Regions from separate parts of the Mus musculus genome. Here regions 1 and 3 are each linked to region 2. A link is a contact called in public HiChIP or PLAC-seq and promoter capture Hi-C data. All regions are on one chromosome and are shown on one strand. Each heading gives the region's core, a stretch centred on a gene start, on an enhancer-like site or on the middle of the called end of the contact. The rest is flanking DNA. Distances are from core to core; before and after follow the strand shown. Region 1 holds the start of Tekt3 (tektin 3). Region 2 holds the start of Zfp286os (a long non-coding RNA gene). Region 3 overlaps Gm36926 (a long non-coding RNA gene).

What was found. Promoter capture Hi-C pulls out the DNA fragments that hold promoters and counts their contacts. HiChIP or PLAC-seq counts read pairs in DNA pulled down with a chosen protein or histone mark.
Region 1: an H3K4me3 HiChIP or PLAC-seq map of embryonic stem cells shows a contact between it and region 2, with 29 read pairs. The contact joins the promoter of Tekt3 here to the promoter of Zfp286os in region 2. A contact is called at or near these places in 9 of 39 promoter capture datasets (the C10 cell line, the HPC-7 cell line, HPC-7-derived erythroid cells and 5 more), 1 of 484 Hi-C or Micro-C datasets (pre-pro-B cells), 3 of 115 datasets of contacts at active chromatin or transcription factors (bone marrow-derived macrophages, embryonic stem cells and stem cell-derived neural progenitor cells) and 2 of 9 other capture datasets (adipose tissue and liver).
Region 3: a contact with region 2 is called in a promoter capture Hi-C map of the C10 cell line. The contact joins the enhancer-like site here to the promoter of Zfp286os in region 2. A contact is called at or near these places in 23 of 39 promoter capture datasets (the 3T3-L1 cell line, 3T3-L1-derived adipocytes, the C10 cell line and 13 more), 2 of 15 datasets of contacts at CTCF or cohesin (the NIH/3T3 cell line and large pre-B cells), 15 of 484 Hi-C or Micro-C datasets (B cells, CD4 T cells, LSK cells and 9 more), 6 of 115 datasets of contacts at active chromatin or transcription factors (craniofacial prominence, embryonic basal ganglia, embryonic stem cells and 1 more) and 5 of 9 other capture datasets (adipose tissue, embryonic stem cells, liver and 2 more).

The regions. Positions count from the first base shown.
Region 1 is chr11:63,059,777-63,063,073 of GRCm38.p6, forward strand. It overlaps Tekt3 (tektin 3), which reads left to right and starts at 1,883. Exons shown (of 8, transcript NM_027660.1): 1 at 1,883-2,001.
Region 2 is chr11:62,755,311-62,758,589 of GRCm38.p6, forward strand. Zfp286os (a long non-coding RNA gene) reads left to right here and starts at 1,510. Exons shown (of 3, transcript XR_879919.3): 1 at 1,510-1,795. It also overlaps a transcript of Zfp286 not described here.
Region 3 is chr11:63,113,677-63,116,731 of GRCm38.p6, forward strand. All of the region lies in intron 2 of Gm36926 (a long non-coding RNA gene), which reads right to left. Among named protein-coding and RNA genes, the nearest start is that of Gm36926, 4.1 kb to the right of the region's middle. Within about 2 kb of position 1,490, at least 67 of the 459 cell types and tissues checked have an H3K27ac peak or open chromatin away from gene starts, as enhancers often do. A contact at or near this core is called in the NIH/3T3 cell line, adipose tissue, trophoblast stem cells and 1 more, where this site is marked.

The DNA.
Region 1 (3,297 bases), core at 633-3,132, 300 kb after region 2:
TTGGCAGCTAAATTCTGTTCTCACAGAGCGTCCAATGTGTAACAGGAGTTTTAGGAGAGGATGTAGCAAGGTGCACAGAGCTAAGTAGAGATTTTTGAAGAGTAGCCAAGTGAGAGAGCAACATATGCCCACAGATAGCAACCTCTGTTTGGGAAAACAAGAAGGAGCATGAGTGAGCCCCTGAGATGGACCCGGTGGACAGAGTCCTGGCTCTTGGTAGACAAAGCTGCACCTGGTTTCTGATGAGGAAGTACAGTTGGCACAGGGCTGGTGGCTTCTGGATAAAGGCTGATGGTGGCTGATGATTGAGTGATAGAAAACCCCAGAGTGACTAGAAAGGAAGTCTGGTGACAGTAGGACAGAGGAAGGAAGTTATAGAGTTGGCCTCAAGCAGCCTTCTCTTTAGGCAAAGTTGTCTCAGTCAGCTCCATTGCCTCTCTATGTCCAAACCTCTGGTAAGTATCCTCCTCTGCTAAGCAGCACATGTGTGCATGCAAACCACAAATGTTGGTTGCTTAACTACTTTGTGGCAAGCACGATAAGGTGCAAGGATGATAATTACCTTTTAATTCTGGCAAACACTTGGCAATCATACAAGGGTATCTAACATATGTTTTTGTTTGTTTTGTTTTGTTTTTAAATTGATTGCTTCCCCCCTACCCCCCGTAAATAGAGTTGATCAATTTAACCCAATTTAACCAGGAAGTTTATAACACTTGTATGTTCATGCATTGCTTCAAAGACCAGGTTGTGCTGTGATTTCCCCTGTTTCTAAATCAAACACTGGATGACCAATGCTCAGTCCACATCATATTGAAGATGGTACAATACAGAGCATGAAAGATGACTCCATCTTCACTAGATCTCCGTTAAATTTGGTTCAGAAATTTCCAACTCTCAGGCCCCAAGAGGTAACATATCATGTTGGCAGCAGCTTGGGGGCATCACTGAAGCCCATCCTGAGTCCCGAGAATCAAGAAAAAGAAGTTTACTACACTTGAGAGGGAGATGGTTGCTTGGAAAGGCATCTCGAATCAGGATCAGGAGTTGCTGTCAGGAGGGAGAACAGGAAAAAGAGAAGGCTAGCAACGCAGTCCTGCGTGGGATATGACAGCCTCTGTGTAGCTTACCCAGTCATGCATCCAGACTAAGCATGGGACCGTCAGGTGGTCTCTGTAGTTACCCACCCCCGGCTTCTTGAGACAAGCATTCTGTGCTCATTGTCAGAAAGCCAAAGTCACTTAATGTGCACCCTGCTGGTACCACTCTAGCCGTCCCTGTTCACCTTCTTATGACTTCAGTTGGCACCAGCCTCTGCAATAACCAAGTTTCTAAATGGGTAAAACTGACGACCCACTCCCCTCTGCATGCCTATTGTCACATGTTAAGATCCCCTGGGAGCTGCCTCATCCTGGGAATGGCACACAAGGAACACCAAGAGTGATTAACTGGGGGGGGGGGGGGTGTCTTTCCTCTTAACAGTTACCAGTGTGAATTGTTAGGGCTGGCACAGCTAGGATGCCACCTCAAGGAGTATTAAATCCTCTAGGTCTGCATTTTAGGGATGCTCTACCACTGGGTGTGGCTAGGCCAATGACTGCCCCAACCCCCTCACCTGGTAAAAGAAATTTTATTAGGTCTTGGAAGGATGTGACAGTGATGGACTTGTAAGTAAAACATGTGGCGGTGTCGACAGAAATATTATTTGTGTTTACTGAAAACTTAAAAGAGGGAAGATCCCAAAGGTAGCTGGTGCGCCTTGGAATGGATAGGGAGTTCCAGTGCCTCCTGGACGCTCTAGTCTCCCAACACCCGCTATCCTTGCACGGTTACTACGCTCGTGAGCGTCCATAGCAACCGCCTAGGGCAGGGCTTCCCTGCTGGTACCCAATCCGCTTCCTACTAGGGACCCTGGCTGCGGTTGAGTGGTCCAAGGTTTGATGTCAAGTGGGGCTGGGCGAGCCAGCCTCTAGGGCCGCTGAGGGTCCACAGCGAGCACAGGTGAGTGATCTAGGAAAGTCCTGGCCCCCAGGGCTGCGGGATGTCTCACCCTCGGTCCCCAGGCAGCCCGGGTCTGCTGTCCCATCCTGTGGTCCACGGAAGGGGCATCCATCCTGTTTCTCACCTGCTTTTTCAGAGTATAGCTTGTGTCTGAAACCCAATCCCTCCTCTAAGGCTGCTTTCTCAGCCTAGGCTTCCAGGTAGCTTAGGGGAGGACTTGTTTCTGAAATTCAAACCAAGGCTAGTGTCCTCTGGTACTCCCTGTCTCTGGAGACTTTTTTTTTTTTTTTGGCGGTTAAAACCAAGTCTCTCAATACTGCCCTGGTACTTACAGTGTTGTAATAAGCAAATACTTGAGAAAGGAGAAACACTCTTTGCTTGGTTATTAAGAAAGGAAGCTGTGTTATGGATAGGTAAAAATATTTGATGAATCTAATAAAATATTCTATTCCTTTTATAAACAAAATATTTCGCACAATAATTCAGTGAATAACATCTGTATGCCAAGTCACCCTGTCCACCCCTTAAACGGTTACAAGGACAACCGTGACCTGCTTTGTGGCCCTCTTTTCCCAGGGTGCTCACCTACCAGAATTTAGTATATCCTTATATTCTGCATATTCTACACTTTTATCATGATATATCTAATCCAGATGCCAACACAGGTACTGCTTTAAGTGTATGCAATGATATGTAACAGACAATCTGCATCAAATGTGTTATGAATATACCTTACATCACCTATACAGCTGCTCTTTTAGTTTGCTCCCTTAAAACTACTGGAGAGTAATTCTTGGGCATTCTAATTGTTTCTGTATATGGGTGTCTCTGGGCAGACAGGTATGACAGTAAAAGTAGCTAGGGGTTTTCTTTCCCTTGCCCTGGGGAAGAATTCATTTGCATTTGTTTGTTTGTTTAAAGATAATTAAGTCTCTCCATGTTCTTATTTAACCTTAAAGCTGAAGTGTTTCATGTTGAAATTCAAGTCATGGCTTCTAATTTTGGTGTTTGTTTAAAAGACAAAATGTTTATATGATATGAAGAGAAGCTCTAGCTAAGTGTGGTATTTATTAACATGTATCTCTGGTCCCATCTGACCCTGGGTTAGCTACTGGAACCAGTGGACCTGGTTCTAGTCCTGTGGGTCTGTCTATGAAGCCGTCAAGCCTGTGCCTGCCACTGATCTGAGGCAGGGCGTGGAGCGAGGTAATGCAGTTTCTGGACTTGTGTCTTCTGGGGATGTTCTGTAAAGGTTTTTGCTCTTTTAAATATTTATGATCCTAAAGTCTTGACTAA
Region 2 (3,279 bases), core at 260-2,759:
CCAACCGAGTTCAAAAGGAACAATGCCAGCTATTGCCACTGCTCTTGGTTGCTTCCAAGAACTTGACAGCGAGACCCTAGTGCTGAAAACACCATACATTTTGATTATTAGAACATGGAAAAATCAGGTCACCATAGATAGCAAAAAGGTCACCAGATGTCAACAATATCCACTCCAAGTCTTCTGGGGGTGAAAACCAGGTTTTTATTTCCTGCATTGAGGAGGTGCTCGGGTGTGTTTAGCATTCCTGGCTCCCTAGTGCTCAGTGGTTACACGGGCCTTTGTCCCCCCAACAGAGAGCACTTTCTTTTACACATAATAACTTTTATTGGGGTGGCCCCATTTTTTATAGGTCAAAAAATGTGGCTCTGGTCTCAGTTGAAGGAGTGTGGGTGAGGCAGAGAAGCTTCGAGATTCCAGAACAGTAGATGCCCCCCAGACAACGCAGCAGGCAGGAACCAGTAGACCCCGACTTACCAGGGGTCCAATTGCAAACATCCCAGCAGCCATCTCTGCTTCTGCTTTCTGAAAGGGTGGCTGTCCTGCCGAGAGGAATGTAGGGAAGAGTGGTAAACCGTGCAAACCAGTCCTGCCTTAGAAACTTCAGACTCACCACGCAGGAACCCTGAGACAGGGCTCCCATGAGGGAACACAGGGATGAGCCCCATGAAACACAGGGAAGACCCCTGCAACATCAGTGAGATCCAACTTGTCTCTCCCCCCCGCCCCCGGAGATCTAGGGTTCATAAGATTATTAAATGTAGTCACAGCTGGTTGGTCTGACATTGCACAAGCAACTTTAAAAACACATTCTCATTTAATCTTTACACTAATCTGATGGGCATTATTATTCCAATACACAAAATTTAAAAAGTTCTCTAAAGCTGTCTCAAAGAACAAAAGTGGCCAGTGCTAACCACCCTTGCAGCATCTTATCCCTTTAACCAAGACACAAGCCACACAGCTAGACACAGTGTTTAGCCTGTTTGTGACCTGAAGTTTCCAGAAAGAAAAAAGAAAAAAAAAAAAAAAAAAAGACACACCTGTGTTAAAGATTGTACAAACAAGGCGGATCGATTAATAATAAACTTTAGTGATTCTGGAGAACTGGAATGTTGTAGCTCTGCACCCTTTCTTCGTCTACCTGAGTTTGACTTAACATCTACTCTATGAGTATTAGGTAAATTCTTTTAGAAACTACAAGAGTTTCTTCCATCTACTGCACAATTATCAACAGACTTAAGGAGAAACCTCACTTGTGGTTCCCGTATCAGTGCATTTAAAAGTAAAGAAGGAAGGGTGCACGCTCTGGCAGCGCTTACAGCACCCTGGACCAGTCCAGCATGTCCCAACCAATGCACATTATTCTATTCCACGATCGTGCCAGGGAATGACAAATGGCTTAAAAAGGGATCATTTGAAATGGCTTAAAATCAGCCAGCCAGTGCAAGCTGCCCGGTGAAGGAATGCAGCTCAGCTCTCAGGCTAAGCCATCTCCGGTGAGGCTGGCCTTGGATTGTCCACCCTCCTCTCTGACGCGGTCCGCTGCTCCGGCCCGGGTAGGGCTGAGGTCTTGGTGACGCTGCAGCTCTGAAGCTCCGCTCCACCAGAGGGCGCAGGGGAGACCTACAGCATCCCGCCTCTGTGGCCCAGGCCGCTCTCCTCAGGGATGGGAGGGTCCGATAGGCTAGGTCCGGATCGGCCAGGCCGTGCACTCACGAAGGGAAAGCGCACCCCCGTCTGCACCCGGGCAGAAGTACCTGGCGGCCGCTGTGTGCCCGGCAGAGGGCGCTCGGTGAGCACGGAACCGCGCCGCAAGGCGGCCAACGTTAACCTTCATTCAGAGACTCTTCATTTAACCTTCCTCGCGATTAAGAACAGTTTACTGATTATCAACCTTCCGCGCAATCTAAGAAATACAATCACATTGGAATGTTTGTGTCTAGAGGCCACGGCCGTGTCACTCTCTAGCACTAGGAACCTTTGGCAAGATCTTTTCTAAGGTCACCTCTGTGTTGCTAAAGAAAGGCACCCAGAGAGCAGAGAGGCCACCTATAAAGTCTCAGAAGCCAGGAGAGTTGGTGAATGTCCACACTTTGCTTGGCTTTGAATTTCTTGATTGGAAAACTGGCGATATCTATCTACACTATCATTTTTGGTTCTTTAACTTTCCTGACAGGGATGAAAATATGCTAAAGGGGTCTGGTGCCAGCCAGTGGGGAAACTTAGGTCCGGGAAAGAGATTTCACACAGTTCTGACATCATACCGGTCCATCTTCTTTCTACAAGAGACTGGATCTTTGATGATGGACAGGTTCACACTTTGACCAGTCTGGAAGTGTATCCTGGGACTCAGGAACCCAGGAGCCACACTGCTCAGAGGGGAGAAGGTTATCCCGATGGAAGAGCATCCCGAGACACCCGGCCCAGGAACCACACAGCTCTGAGAGGAAGTCTCCTCAGCAGAGGCATTGCAGCTCCCAGGAGAGGGTCTCCCCAGCTGAGCCGAGTTGCTCACGAGGCTCACTCAGCCTTGCTCCCCTTTTCTCATTCTTCCCTTCTCTTCATTGCTTCTTGGCTGCTTCTGATAAGAGAGTCCCACCAGACAGCAAATCTCAGGAAAGAGATCTAGTGGAAGGATGAATCCAGGGAGACGAGGGACAAATCCAGGGGTGGCTGCCACTGCTCCCAGGAGTGGACAGCAAGAAGTTGAACCAAGAGCAGGGTTTACACAGCTAGGGGCGGAGCTTTTGGGGGGCGGGAGGAGAACCCCCACAGAGATTTCCGGATTGAGGATTGGTAGGATTTCAAGTCCTGAGCTTGGGGGAGCTCAGGGATTGGTGGGTTTCTCTGTTCAGGGATTGGTAGCTTTTTTCAGCCCTCTTTCCCTGCGTTGGGCCCAAGGGTTAGGATGGGAAGATCTTCCAGGCCACAGGCCACACAGGTTGAGGTGCCATCAATGTGCGGCTGAGCTGTTTTTTGGAAAGGCTGGAGAGGAGGTGCTGCTCCCTGGACAGCTCCTGTGATCGCTGCAGGCTGAGGCAGGAAAGGAGTTGCGACTGTTTTTACAAGTGGACTACAACCAGAACCATTCTCTATTTAAACTTAAACATGTCAGGACCCCGAAGATGATCTTGGGGTACGGGTGTCACTAGACTTTTATACCTTTTCCCAATGTGGTCACATTGTGTCTGTATGTTGCGGGAATGCCACTAGAGCTCTTTATTTGTTCTCATGTGACTGCATCGAATAGATCCCACTGGCCTCTTCCCTCCACAG
Region 3 (3,055 bases), core at 240-2,739, 360 kb after region 2:
GGTGGGTTTCTTAGATGCCCAGAATGCAGGGTTAGGGGAAGGGAGGGAGAGAGGACATGAGTAGCAGGATATGGGGACCATATGGGCAGGTTATTCTAAACTTTCTGAATTTGTCTTGAGGAGACACTGCTGGAAGCATGCATGGCTCCGGGAAGATGCTCTGCTTGTGGTGGGTCTCTGGGAAGAAGGGCTGGGCAGCAGGCAACAGAATGAGAGGCATGGGATGAGGTTTGGCAAAAGGACATTTGACTCTGAGATAGGCCACAGGGAAACAGAATCCTTACGAGCAACAGGAAACCAGAAGGTGGAACAAAATGGGAAGTGGAAGACACCAGGCAGTCCGTGTGGTCGCCATTATTCCAGGGTACCTATTGCTGCTGCCATCACATGTGGACATCCAGACTCCAGCTTCTTCATCAGACTCCAGCTTTTTCATTAGACTCCAGATTCGTCATCAGTTTCCCACTAGTAAATGTCTAGGGAGTTTCCAGGCCTTCAGCCTCACAGAGTGGCCGCAGCATGGCTCCTCCCCATTCAGAGATGGAGCTCTTGACCTGAGCAGCTACCAATTCTCTGCATCTCCACTATGCAGGCAGTCAGCTGATTACCCAGCCTCCAATCCTCTAAGCCAGTCTAATAAAAGCCCCCTTGAAAACCAGAGGCTCCAGGCTTCTTTGAACGGAGAGTGAATCACATTGGGACTGAGGGCGGGGGGAGCGGGAATTTGGTTGCACTTTAATTGCCAAGGCTGTACTACCTTTTCCTGTGAAGGGGGTAGAGGCTGAGGTGCATCAGCCTCAGAGTTCGTATGATGAAGGTCTGGCTGCCAGTCCCACCGAATGTGACTGAGTTTGGAGATAGGGTATTTAAAGTAAAGATGACAAATCTGACAGGAGGCCGTGAAGGGCTTTTGGCCAACTGAAATGAATGACTTAAACAAGGAGAAAAGTCCTGAGAAGGTGTCCCAGAAGAAAGCAACCCAGTGACACCTTGGGTCTGGAATATAGATTATACTCTTACAATATAGATTATAAGAAAGTAAATTCCTGTTATTTGAGCCACCCCACCCAGTCTGTTGGCCCCAGAAGACTGACACAGGTCTATGGAAAATGATCATTACTTTGATATCTTACAACAGGGCTGTGAGATGCTTAGAGCAGGCTTTTGTGAAAGCTGTGAGGAAGCAAAGAGGAACACAAGCCAAAAGGTGTAACATTGAGCTTCTAAGAAGAATATAAGCCGAAAGGTGTAGCACCGAGCTTGTAAGTGGGACTTCTTAAGACAATAACTAGACATGAAACGGTCTGCCCGAGGAGTCACATGGCTTTGAATTCCCCAGCCATCCCTTGCCTCCAGGGGGGAAACCTGTACTGCAACCACTGCCATTTGTCATAGATCCTTGTGCTCCTGTGTGTGCTGAGACCAGGGCTGGGACACAGAACCACAAGCAGCCTGTGGCTGGAATTTGTGGCTAAGCAAGCAGCAGTAGAAGCCAGATGTCGCAACCCAGGCTTGTCCAGAAGGCAGGCTGGACATCCATGGAATTCATGTGGTCACAGTATTGCATGCATGTTTTGGGAGAGCTGTGTGATGAATGGAGTGTTTATAAGCATTGGAGAGAAAGCTGTGTATTCCCACATTCCCATGGCCCTGACTGCAAGCTGTGAGCTGCAGGGCCTCCTTCCCATCAGCTGCGCATACAGAGTCCAACCAGGCTCTTTTTCTGACTTGAGAGGAACATTCTCTGGCAGAGACTAGGCCTGCAGGGTGCTCCAGGAAAGTCGCTTTGGGAGCAGGAATGGCCAGGTCTGGATAAACATAGTTCAGGCCCTCAGATATTTTGAACATGACTAAATAGCCAGCCACACAGCGCTTCATCAGAGCCCTTCAAATAGTTCATCTGAAGTCCTGGCTGTGATCCAGGCAGTTGCTGGTCAAATGCTAAATCTACTGTTCTAGAAACCAAACACCATAGTGTTTTAGCCTTATGGGATGAAAGCTAAGGCCCTGTGGCGTTGTTGCTAGACTTGGGGAGGGGAGTTCTCTACACTCCAAACTTCATTTTCTTGTTGTCCGAACTGGTGATAATATAATGAAGGTAAGTCTTCAGTGGCAGAACCCTAAGTTTTTAAATAGAGAGGCAAAGGAGGACTTTTGTTTGGGTATTATTGGAAAGTTCTCCAAGCCTATAGCCTCCATAGCAGCCACATCCAGGAAACACTGGAGGTGACGCTGGGGATAACAGTGATGAAGCTAATGAACTCTTGACCTATCAATGGGGCATAGTTGAAATACCCCAATTATCTCTTTATCTATCAGTGAGGCATAGTTGAAATACCCCAGTGACCTCTTGACCTACCAATGAAACATAGTTGAAATACCCCACAGTACTGGCTGCATTCTTTTCTTTTTTTGTTCTTTTCCTTCCTTCCTCCAATCTTCTTCCCTTTCTTATACCATGGTCTAGGAATCTAAGTGCAAGAATGGACACTAGCTAGCTATCATGATTGGAAATGATGCTGGATGGCTGCCGTACGGCCTTTCTCCACACAGGCACACTGCAGGATACATGGTGGCTTGGAGGGTCACTTTTCTAACTGTGCATTCATTCATTCATTCATTCACTCAACAAACACCTATTTTATTTCACACACCATAACTTAGCATACCCCCAAAGCAATAAGAGAGGCCTCAGTCATTCGTAAGCTTATAACATAGAAGGATGATCATAACGGAAAAACTAGGCCTCTCATTTGTTATTCCCGGCCTCATCAATCAGTGAGAAGCTCATAGGCCCGTGACATGCAGAGATGTTGATTTTGCTGAAATATGATATAAACTGCTTGACTGGGCACAGTGTAAAGTGTGGACTTCTGAGTAGGAAGCAGAATAAGGCAAGAGAAAGATGAGTTCTACTGCCTTCCCATCATTAATGCCTCAGAGAGAGATGTGACTGACTTTTCCTGGAGAGTCGCACTCACCCCAAGAAAGGAACCCACAAAAGACCAAAGTGTGGATACCACGAAAGTCCTATTTAATGATCAAATGACTTTTT